2 separate regions of the Gossypium hirsutum genome follow, and region 1 is linked to region 2. Evidence: chromatin contacts called from public Hi-C data. All regions are on one chromosome and are shown on one strand. The core of a region is the stretch at or near the end of the contact, and the rest is flanking DNA. Distances in the headings are between cores, read along the strand shown. Region 1 holds the start of LOC107897631 (probable 1-deoxy-D-xylulose-5-phosphate synthase, chloroplastic). Region 2 has its middle 20 kb from the start of LOC121208914.

Region 1 (6,483 bases), core at 2,303-4,802, 130 kb before region 2:
AAACATGATCTAAATTAGCCATCACCATGACTTATCAATATCAAACATTTTCTCAACCAAACATGGCCATATCATAAAATTATTTACACAAAATAGGTATATTGCTATACATGCCATACTTAAGTAGTTGTACAAGCCATTTACCAAGATAAAAGTCCTTTGGATAGTGTGATCAAACTTTCGACCTGTCCCGATTCCTTAGCCGGCTTGTTCAAAACTACAGTGAATGAAAAGGAAGGAGTAAGCATAAATGCTTAGTAAGTTCATATGTAAATAACCAGTAACATAACAATACAAATATACCAAACAACTTTAGCATGGTACCACCAAAACATATATCACATCTTTAAACATCATTCATCATCTTACCAACTTATCGTTGTTGTATCTATTTTCAACCCGAAGGTTAAGAACATACCTGTCCAAAGTGTCCATTTCACAACACTTACCCAAAACATCACTTATATCTTAAGTGCTCTTCCATTAAACTAGAAATTTCACCCGTTGAACACATCGGAATATAACTCGGATACATGGATAATTTGCACATAAGTACCACATATGTAATCAAGAAATCATGTAACCCGCCCTTAAGTGAACTCGGACTCAACTCAACGAGCTCGGGCGTTCGCATCCATAAATGAACTCGAACTCAACTCAACGAGTTCGGATGCCTAGTTACATCTCACGAACTCGGACTCAACTCAACGAGTTCGGACATTTGCATCCATAAGTGAACTCGGATTCAACTCAACGAGTTCGGATGCTCAACCATCCTAGTGACATGTCACTTGTATCCTAATCTATTCCTAAGGTTTAAACGGGCTTTTCCCCTCAATCTCACATTTGCCGTCTTCCATGGAATATCGGAACCGATACTCGGTAGCAATTCATATTTATCAAGTAGTAAACATAATTTGCATATTACTCAACATTAACCACAAAGCATAATATTTCACAATTAAAAATCAGCATATCATATAATTAACATTAATAACTTAAAAATAACATTTATGCTACATTATTTACACATGAACTTACCTTGGTACCAAAATATAAAGATTTTGCAATTTAGTCCACAATCTTTTCTTTTCCTCGATCACGACTTGAATCTCGTTTTTCTTGATCTATAATACCAAATTAATCTTATTTAATACATACATTCATCAAAACAGTATTTAATACGAACTTTAAAAAAATTACACTTTTGCCCCTAAACTTTTGCATAATTACACTTTTGCCCATAGGCTCGGGAATTAAACTTTATTCCTTATTCTTATGTTTTATAACATGATGATCACTTTTCCCTTCTATGGCAACATCAAATTCTTTCTCTAACATATACTTGTGACTATTAGGTATTTTTGCCGATTAAGCCATTTTACTCGTTTTCACTAAAAACTGAGTAGCACAAGTTGTCTAACATAATTTAAAACCCCATATTCTATCATAAAACATCAAAATACACAAATTTCACCTATGGGTATTTTTCCAAATATAAACCCTAGGTTGAATTATTGCTAGCATAAGCTTAATCGAGCTTCCGGGATTCCAAAAACGTAAAGAACATTAAAAACGGGGCTTGGAATCACTTACTATGGAGCTTGGAAGCTTGAAACAAACCCTAGCTATGGAGAACCCTTGAAATTTCGGCCTAATGAAGATGGACAAAAATTGGCTTTTAATTTTGTTTTTAATTCATTTTAATAACTAAATGACCAAAATACCCTTACTACTAAACTTTCCAAAAATTCCTTCCATGTCCTAATTTTGTCCATGAACTTAAAATTGGTCAAATTTCTATTTAAGACCTCCTCATTAATATTCCAAAACAATTTCATACTAAAAACTTCTAGAATGCAAGTTTTGCAACTTATTCGATTTAGTCCCTACTTTCAATTTAAGCACTTTAGGCATAGAATTTCATCACGAAATTTTCACACAATCCTGCAATCATATCATAAACATCAAAATCATTGTAAAATAATTATTTCTATCTCGGATTTGTGGTCACGAAACCACTATTCTGATTAAGCCCTAATTCAGGATATTACATATCCTATCTATTCCTAAGGTTCAATCGAGATTTCACGCTTGTCGAAACTTTGTCGAATTCATCCAAGGGTCAATCTCAATTCATACAATAATAAAGTATTTAAAACATAATTAAAATCATGCATTATTTACATACAAACTTACCTCGGTACAAAAATAGTAGAAATGGGACCTAATCGTCAAACACTTTGTTTTTCCCTCGATCTAGGTCTGAACCTTATTTCTCTTGATAATCGAGCTTGGAAGTGGCCAAACCCTAGCTATGACCTCCCCTTCTAATTTTCGGCTATGGGAGGGAGAAGATGGACAAATTTTGGCTTTTTATTCATTTAATTACCAAATGACCAAAATGCCATTATTTTAAAACATAAAATTTCTCTTACCTCATGTCTATTTTTGTCCACTAATTTAACAAATGGTCTAATTACCATCTAAGAACCTTCAATTTAAAATTTAATAGAAATTAGACACCTTTGGCATATAGAACTCAAGTTTTCACTCTTTGCAATTTAGTCCTTTTTGCTAAATTGAGTGCTCCAACGTCAAAATTTTCGAATGAAATTCTCACGAAATCATTCCATAAAACTGTAGGCCATAAAAATGTAATAAAAACAAGTTTTACTACGTCGAATTCGTGGTCCCGAAACCTCTGTTCTGACTGGCCACAAAATCGGGTTGTTACTTTGGGATTTGGACCAATACTTTTTCATCCATTGCTTTCCAATACATTAATCATCACCATTCAAATGTGAAGAACCCATCTATGAATTGTTTGGAGTCATATTTTTAAATGGTGATTAAAATTGTATTGGATGAAAATACACACAAAAGTAATGCAATGGATAGGAGCAGGGTTGAATTTAGATGGGGTTGGTACGACCTTTGACCCTCTTGAATTTTGTAAAATTTCATTTAAAACCTCGTTGATTTTTTTTTTAAATTTTTATTTTGATCTTATAGTTAGTGGCTAAAAATAGAATGAATTTGTGTTTGGTCCCTAAATTTTTCTAAAGTTTTTTAAATTTGATTTATTTTATAGAATTTATATATATTTTTATATGTTTAGTAACATTTTTAGTTCAGTCTAACTAACTAATATAGTATAGTATCTAAATATTAATTTGATAAGAATAAATTTAATAATTGCAATATTTAAATATAAATAATATCTAAATATTAATTAAGTAAAAATAAACTTAATAATTAAAATATCTAATACAAATTTCATAATATTTTGACGATGAAAACATCTCAGGTAAGCCGAGTATACTGTAACCATGTTTATTTTATATAATATCCAAACACCCCCCACCCCCCCAATTAACATTTCTAGCTTGACCTTCGATACCAGCCCGACCCCCAAGTTAAATAATCCATTTCACATCAACAGCATAAAGTAACGTAAGCCCACAATGATCAGATTGAGAACGATAACAGACAACAACCTTCCCTCAAGAAATAGGAACAAAAGGAAAGAAAAAAAAGGTACCTTCTTCTAACGCCGTAATCTATCCATTTGTGATTTTTCCATTGACGTGGTCCAATCAGAGAACGACCTGCCACTTCAACTTCAATCCTAGAACATTGCTCTTTGCTGTCCCCCTCCCCTGTAATAATAAAAACCTCTTACATACAAATGAAGAAACAGTTTATTTATATGTAATAATATTAATTTTTGGGTTTTCAGAGAAAAAAAAAGGCCCTTTTTTTTTTCTCTCTTGTTTTTAAGTTCGGATGTTCATTTTCTATAGACAAAACCTTTATTTTTTTTTTATAAGAGTATATAAATATAGTCTTGACGGAAGGCTTCGACACAATCATCCACTTAGTACCATCATCAAGCAATAAAGCAGGGTGACATGACGGTGCAATAGTCAATAACCAAATTGTCTATAAATCTATCATTGATTGGATAACCTTTCATTCTTGCACTCAAATAGTGGAAACTTTTCTGGGTTCTTCTGGTTTTGTGCTCTTAATCAGCAGTTGCAGTACTTTATTGCTCTTTGGAGATTGTATAGTCTTTAGTCATGGCCCTTTGTGCATCTTCATTTCCTGCCATTATCAACTGGGGTGCAGCTTCAGATCCTCAAAAATCCACTCCTTTTGCTTCCCATTTTCTTGGTGGATCAGATCTGGTTTTGCAGCCATTGAAGAAGCTCAATCAGGTTCATATGAAATAACCATAAAAAAAAAAGGAAAACTGGTTTAATTTATTTTTTTATCAGAATTTATAGTCGTTCCTTGTTTTAGATAATACTTTGTTTAAGTAAAGTTTTTGAGTTTTGTTTAATGGGTTTAGTTTAGTTATAAGAAATGGATATCTTACCAAAATTTGGGTTTTCTTTTGATTTGAATTCAATTACTTATTAGATTTCAGTTAAAATAAATATAAATTGAAAAAATTGGTGGTTTTTTGTTTTGATTTGGTAAAGGTCAAGAAAAGGCCAGGTGGGGCTTATGCATCACTATCAGAAGGAGCTGAATATCACTCCCAAAGACCAGCAACGCCTCTCTTGGACACTATAAACTATCCAATTCATATGAAAAATCTCTCTGTCAAGGTATAAAAACATCCAAAAAAAAAGTTCTTTTCCCTTGCCTTTTATCAATTATTATGATATGGGAACTTTTCATGCAGGAACTGAAACAACTATCTGAAGAACTGCGGTCTGATGTGGTTTTCAATGTTTCAAAAACTGGGGGTCACTTGGGTTCAAGCCTTGGTGTGGTTGAACTCACTGTGGCTCTTCATTATGTCTTCAATGCCCCTAGAGACAAGATATTGTGGGATGTTGGTCATCAGGTTTGGTTCTTGCTTTTCTTGGTTTTATGAGAAAAGAAAGATGTTGATTGATGGTGAATTGATCTTTATTTCGGAAAAATTCTTCATTTGATTTGTAGTCTTACCCTCACAAAATCTTGACTGGGAGAAGACATAAGATGCATACCATGAGGCAAACTAATGGATTGGCCGGATTCACGAAACGGTCGGAGAGTGAATACGATTGCTTCGGGACTGGTCACAGTTCAACCACAATCTCTGCAGGCTTGGGTATTAATCCAGTCCTTCTGCATTCTTTTTTGCATATTATATGTATGGTTAAAACATTGAAACCAGATAACTCTTATCGAACCGTTATCGAGTTCTTTGATGTTGCTCTTAGCTAACATGCGATTTTGTTGTTTTTTTAAATGAAATTTTTGCTTTTGATATGGTGAAATACTATTTTCAATTCCGTTATGCAAACCTAGTTTCACTTGATCTTCAGAGATTTAACTGTCTTGATGTTTCGGGTGGACAGGGATGGCTGTGGGAAGGGATCTGAAAGGTGAAAGGAATCATGTTGTTGCCGTCATAGGTGATGGTGCTATGACTGCAGGACAAGCTTACGAAGCAATGAACAATGCCGGATATCTTGATTCTGATATGATTGTTATTCTTAATGACAATAAACAAGTTTCTCTGCCAACTGCCAATCTCGACGGACCTATACCACCTGTGGGAGCTTTGAGCAGTGCTCTCAGCAGGCTGCAATCAAACAGGCCTCTTAGAGAACTGAGAGAGGTTGCAAAGGTAAGTAGAAATGAATAGAACCCAGAAAACTAATATAATTTTTACTAGAAACTAAAACTTACTAAGACTGGATGTGGTTTGATTGCAGGGAGTTACCAAGCAAATCGGTGGGCCTATGCATGAACTGGCTGCAAAAGTTGATGAGTATGCTCGTGGAATGATCAGTGGTTCTGGATCTACACTTTTCGAAGAACTTGGACTATATTATATTGGACCTGTTGATGGCCACAACATCGATGATTTAGTTTCTATTCTCAAAGAGGTTAAGACTACTAAAACAACGGGTCCGGTCTTGATCCATGTTGTCACTGAGAAAGGCCGAGGTTATCCATATGCAGAGAGAGCTGCTGACAAGTATCACGGTAACATACAGAATAAGCCCTTTTAGAAGAGAGATCATTTCATATGATTTAAATTACTGGTGCCTAGATATATGACCTTAGTTTAGGGAATAAAAGAATAAACTGTACCTGGATTTCTTTTCTCAGGAGTGGTGAAGTTCGATCCGGCAACTGGAAAGCAATTCAAAGGCAATTCTGCTACCCAGTCTTACACTACATATTTTGCTGAGGCTTTGATTGCGGAAGCTGAGGCAGACAAAAATATTGTTGCCATCCATGCTGCAATGGGAGGTGGAACCGGATTAAACCTCTTCCTCCGCCGGTTCCCACAAAGATGTTTCGATGTGGGGATAGCTGAACAACATGCTGTCACCTTTGCTGCAGGCTTGGCCTGTGAAGGCTTGAAACCTTTTTGTGCAATCTACTCATCATTCATGCAAAGGGCTTATGACCAGGCAAGCTACCAAAGTTACCTCGGGTTTTCTTTTTTACGAATTGTAATCGATTATT
Region 2 (6,507 bases), core at 3,452-5,951:
GTTTGATTATTACAACTTGAATATTCGGTAATCCAAATAACAAAATTGTGTGGTTTTGAAGTTTAGGCATTTTATATATTTTTTCCTTTGTTATGAATACGGTGCTTCTCAATTTCAGAAATAAGCAAATTGATCTTCTATTTTTTTTTTTAATTCAATCAATCTTTTTTTTAATTCAATCAATCATAATTATAAAAATTATATAATATTAAAACATTTTAAATATATATAATTCAATAAAAAATTCATAATATTCAAAAAGATTTCTTAAAATTATAAAAATAAAAAAAATACATAAAAAAACTGACAGATTTTTTATTTAAAAATTCAAAGAAATGATACAAATTTTCTAAGTTTAAACTATAAAAATAAAAAATTTAAAATAATCTTTAAAATATATATATATGCTATTTTCCCTTATTTTACTTTGAAAGAAGTTTTCAAAATATATATTCTTAAATTTATGTGCTCTATTTTAAAATTTAATTAAATTGTCAACAAAATTTTAATTTAACTTATTTAAATTATTTTAATTTAACTCAAAAAATTTATTTTATTAAATTAAGTTCGTAAAAATTTCAAAATAAATTAAATAAATAAAATAAAACTCATTACCTCAATTATTTTTCACTAAACTTGATTTGAATGATTATCCAAATGTAGGATACATATATAATTGCGACCAACTATATTGGAATTTAATATATCCTATATCATCACGTTGATTAAGCAAAGATATTTTCTATTTTTTAGTAAAAAAATTCAAATCCAATAATTTAAAATTACACTGTTTTATAAAATATAACCTTAATAAATAGACATTTTTATTATCTTAATAATATATTCTACTCATTACGTTTAACCATTACTAAAAAAATTTTATTTAAAAAAATTCAAACCTAATTATTAAAATTAAAATTTATATTTTAACTGAAAAAAATTAAAATTTAAATAATCAACTCAAATTAAATTAATGATGATTTATGCAAATGAGATTCCAACTTATATGCTCAGAATCTTAAAAGCTAAAACCTTTCGATTCCCCCTCCGAAACATTTTTCCAACATCTTAATATGTCTTATGTCATCAACTTTAGTCATTAATAAGCAAAGATATTTTATTTACAAAAAATCAAATCCTTGCCTTTTTTTTATATATATAAAATATAGTCTTGATCCATATCATTAAATAGTTATTAACAGTTTTCTTATCTTAAAATATCCTACGTTATCATGTTTAGTAGTTAGTAAACAAAGATATATATATATTATCTTTAAAATTTCAAATCTAATAATTTAAAAGGTAAATTACACTGATAGTACTCAGCTTTGATGCAACTAATAAAACAATCACGATCTGGTTTCAATTCAATCACTCAACTTTTGAAAAATGACAAATCAGTTACGACCATTACAAATGTAACAGGAAGCTAAGGTGACCCATTAACTTGCCATGTTAGCATCCCACATGGAAACGATGGCCTCTACACCATTCCCGTTAACTTGCAGCAAAAGAAGAAGAATAAAGAAAAGAAAAAAAAAATCCCCCTTTTTTCCATTCAACAACAACGATTTCTCTTCTTCCCCATTTCCCACTCTAAACCAACGCTCCTCTTTCATCAGTGTTGCCCTACCCAACTTCGCTAACGAACAAATCGTCGTCTCAAAAGATAATTTCAACAATCCTGGGGTCATCGTTTTGGCTTGCTTGGTTGGTGTTTTTTTACGGGAATAGTCATCGTTTTGTTCAACAACGGCACGCATGAGATTCACGACTTTTTCTAGGACAGGATTCCTTATAGAGGTGCTTCCTGGTTGCAAGAGGAGCCTCTTGACTCCGTTTGGGTATGTGTCATTTTTGTGCCTGCTTGCGGTGGTTTAATCATCAGCGTCTTGAACGCGGCTAGGGACGTCATTCGAAAGCTAGTTATAATGCCAAAGCTGTGTTGGATTTTGTTTTGAAAGCTTTACGGCTTGTGTCACGCTTGGGACGAACTAAAGGTCCAAGCATCGAGATCGATTCCTCTATTGCTAAAGAAATCCATTCTCTTTTGGATAAAAATCCTCACACCAAGCTCTCCCTTTTTGGCTGTTGGCTCAACTACTAAAATCTCATTTGGTTCTTTTTTGAAATTTTAGACAGTAATTCTTTTGGAATTGAATCTCTTTAATTAATTTACTCTGTTTTATATGTATCTTCATGTTTCAATGTCATCGTTGCTAGTTGCTTTTTCACCATTGAGTCGGTTTTGTGACTATCATTGCTGTGGATTCATCAGTGTCACTTACTAACACAACTTCAATGGTAATTCTTCTTCTTCTTCTTATTCTTCTTCTTCTTCAGAGTGATTGTTTTATCAGCTGCATCAAAGTTGAGTGAGTGTTGGTGTAATTTACCCTAAATTAAAAGTACATCTTTTTTCAACACTATTTCACTTTTAAACCAAAAAAAAATACTCTAAACATTTACAACAAACCATTTCTTTTAGAAAATACTCTATTTTTCACAATAATCACACTAGCAGCAACTATTTATTAATAAAAATGTTAAGTTTCTAATAAATATTTAAAGAAACTCAAGACTATAAATACAATTGATCTTAATTTTTTCCAATTATTTGTATTAATCAACATTTAAAAATTATTACCCAATTAAGATTTTAGGAATCTCATACAAAATCAATATCTCGAACTCATTTAATAAATAAAAAAAACTAAATCTTGCATAAAAAAATCCTAATCTATCGCAAGAAAAATCACAATCCTAATTTTCTAGAGATTAATCAGCAATGTTTGAAAAAAAAAAAGAGTTGTCACCAAACTAAGAAAAACTACTTGAAAGTATAAAAGATTGATTACCTATCTAGTAAATATTCTAGATAGAGAATAATGAGAACTGTACAAAAAAACAGTAAAAGGATTAGGGAGTTTTTAGTTTTAGTAATGGAAAGAGATCCATTTATTTTTGTATAATAGAATTTATTTTATAAAATAATTCATTTAAAAAAAATTTGGTAGGTGGATTGTTTTCAAATCTTTGCGGGATCAATTTACGAATTATACAATTTTTTCCAACCTTATATATAATTCTACCCATGATTGTAAAGAAACCTAAATTAAATAAAAAAAAATTAATAACATTAACAATCTCTTCTTTTTATAAATAATTTTATTATTGGTTCTTATCATATCCTATATCTTCCTATATTAACAATAATACTTATACTAATTGAACTAAGATTCAATCGACTTCAAAACTCTTACTCACCATTAAATTAAAACTTCACTAATATCTTATCCCAAATGATTTATATTTACCAAAACACTAAACCTAAAGTTATATTTTAAAAAAATATATAAAAATGAATCAAAAGAGAAAATCCCATTTTAGAAAACAAAATGAAATTTTAATTCATCGATTTTAAATATGAATATCATAAAAATATTTTATCTTCAATTAAAATATTTTTTTATCTCTCTTCAATACCTTATCAATGTCAACAATATTTGTCTAATCTACATTAATATAAGTAATCATTAATAGATAGACATAATATACCAAAAATCATGGTAAAATACATTCATTATTGCGTAAGTAAATCTTATTAAGCATTAAATAATAATAATGAATCTCGTGTATTGACTTGATGGTTAAAGTGTTTATAGTTTAAGGTGTAACCTGGATTTAAGTCATGATAGTCATGTTGTTAGAGTTGTTTAAATACTCTAGAATGAAAATATATTGTTAATGTATATATAGGCCTAATTCCATTTTGGCCCCAGTATTAAAAGGAAATTCTCACATTGGTCATTTACTATTTTCTTCCGACTACTTTGTCCCCTGTGCTTTCATAAACCAATCAAAAGCAAAAAGCTAACAAGTGAACAATTAATTCACCTCATTTTAATATACCAGCATGTATTTTTTTCTTGTTCTTAATAATAAATTATTTTTTCCACCAAAAAATTCTTTCTTCTTCTTCTTCTTCTTCTTCTTCTTCTTCTTCTTCTTCTTCTTCTTCTTCTTCTTCTTCTTCTTCTTTTATGAAAATTTTTTAATTCTTTTACCACATGAAATGTTTCAGATTTGAAAAGATTTTGAGAATCAGGAAATGTATTGTTCATCACTAATATGGAAATAACACAAATTTTTGAGAAGTTTTCAAGAAAGATGGAAGCTCATAAGACCCAAAAATGACTGCTCCAACTTTATTGCTGGTCAACATCTTGGATTGGTCCAAGATTCTTAAAGCAGAGGACAGGGAATGTGGTGGTGGTGCTCGGAGCGGAGCACCAATGGTGTCGGATCGACGAAAAACAACGGATTGAAGGCTTGAGTTTCAGGCCTCAAATGAATCTCCTTCAACATGTTTCTTGAGTTTTCTACGAAAATTAAGCCGACTAGTCAAAGGAGGGAGAAAATGGGAGCCCAAGGGTAGCCTTCAATCGGAGCTTTGTTGTAGGAATAAGGCAATGGGAGTTAGAACAAAGTGAGGTGGCTAGGTTTTTCCTTGGGTTTTGAGTTAAGCCCAGAAAGAAAAAAGAAAAGGGAGAAAGATGATGCTGTGAGCTTGGTCGAAGGAATGACGATGGCGATGAGCGGCGGTGGAAATGTTTGATTTTTTTTCTAGGGAAGAAGAAGAGAGAGAGAAAAAAAAGGAAATAGTTTATTACTATGAAAAAGAAAAAGAAAAAAATTCCATGCTGGCAAATGGATTAATTGTCCACGTGTATGGATTTAATTGGCTTCAAATGACTAGATTGGATTTTTTAAAAATAGAAACTATCTAAAGACTAATTTGAGTTACAGAATGAAAGTAGAGGGCGTAAAATTACTGAAAACATAATGAAAAGATTAAAGTGAAAATTTTCCTATAGTTCAGGGACTAAAAATGATACTAAGCATTTTTTTTATCATTATAATATTATAGGAGTAGGAGAGGAGATGAGAGAGTTTAAACTCATGCCATCTAAGGATAAATTAGAACTCGTACTATTGCTTTAAATGCTTGACAATTATATTCAATATTGTTATAACTTTAGGATGATAATAAAAACAATTTTTAATAGAATAATTATAATTTTAGTTTTTATTTAATATTAGTATTTTTTATCAAATTCATTTAAAAATAAATATGAAATTAGAAAATATTAAGTAGGGGAAGGATATATTTACACTGGTGTAAACTTAAATTGATTTTATACCATTCTATAATTTTTTATACGATTAACAATTCAACTATCCAACCGTTATATTTTATGGTTTATTCATATAGATAATGCATGCCAAATTTTATTTAAATTTAAAATTTGTAACTATGGTTTTTGTAAAAAGCTTTCAATTTGTTCAATAAATATTAATATATACAATATTTTAGATCATATAATAGATATATTGGATCGGTTCAAAAATTTACATGCATGACAAGTACAATTACATAAATAAATTTAACTATTGGATTGCTAAAATTTTAATCATATAAAAAGTTTCGAATGTGTGTAAAACCACTTTTATTTTATACCATTGTAAGTTGATCCCTCCCCTACAATTAACATTTTATGATCTAATCGTTACATTTTATGGTTTATTCATGTAGATCATGTATGTTAAATTGACATACATTTAATTTTTGTAACTATATGGTTTATGTAAAAAGCTTTCAATCGTTCAATAAATATTAATATATACATATTTTAAATTAATATGATAGAGATATCGAATCGGTTTAAAAATTTACATGCATAGTAAATACAATTATATAAATAAATATAACGGTTAAATTATTAAAAATATTAATAGTATAAAAATTATAAATAAATATAAAACTACTTTAATCTGACACGATTATCCCTCCCTTAACTTTTCTTTTTTTCTCATTTATGTAATACGATGGTATTAAAAGATTGAAATCATAACGGTAGTTGATAAAACATTCCAAAGGACAAAAGTTTGAATATTTATTATTTTTATAGCTTATCCAATTATATTAAATAAATTTATAAATTTAAAATTTTTATTAATTAATAATATATATAAACACATGTTTTTTGGTAAAGTAAAACAACATAAGTGAGACAAAATGATACCCTAGTTCAATGCGGGCATATTAGGATCCACCATAAGCAATTTCCTAACTCAAGGCAGAGGCTCCTCCAATAGATGATGTAACAGTCCGTTTTCAGTGAAATCAGAATAGTAGTTTTAAGACCATAAATCCGAGTTAAAAAGAAAATTTATTTTAATGTCATTGCATGATCTACATTATGAAAGGAAAGATGTATGAAAATTTTACCGATATCATGTTTAATTAGAGAAAGGACTAAATTGCATAAAATGAAAAAGTTGATTTCTAGTAGCTAAAAGGATCAAATAGCTATGGAATTCAAAATAAGAGGTTCTTATATGGTAATTAGACCATTAAAGAAAAGTTAGTAGATATTTTTTATGATTCATCCATGGAAAAATTAGAAAAGGATAAGGACTAAATTGGAAATGAGAATAATTAAA

Evidence for each region. Hi-C and Micro-C count contacts between places; a contact is called where the count stands out from the background.
Region 1: a Hi-C map of leaf shows a contact between it and region 2, with 2.3 times the contacts expected there. The contact joins the promoter of LOC107897631 here to the enhancer-like site in region 2. A contact is called at or near these places in 4 of 34 Hi-C or Micro-C datasets (callus, hypocotyl and leaf).

The regions. Positions count from the first base shown.
Region 1 is chrA10:23,343,998-23,350,480 of Gossypium_hirsutum_v2.1, reverse strand. It overlaps LOC107897631 (probable 1-deoxy-D-xylulose-5-phosphate synthase, chloroplastic), which reads left to right and starts at 3,552. Exons shown (of 10, transcript XM_016823145.2): 1 at 3,552-4,223; 2 at 4,491-4,619; 3 at 4,697-4,861; 4 at 4,960-5,110; 5 at 5,361-5,632; 6 at 5,721-5,994; 7 at 6,121-6,428. The coding sequence starts at 4,086.
Region 2 is chrA10:23,220,060-23,226,566 of Gossypium_hirsutum_v2.1, reverse strand. No RefSeq gene overlaps it. Among protein-coding and RNA genes, the nearest start is that of LOC121208914, 20 kb to the right of the region's middle. Within about 2 kb of position 4,701, at least 4 of the 9 cell types and tissues checked have an H3K27ac peak or open chromatin away from gene starts, as enhancers often do. A contact at or near this core is called in leaf, where this site is marked.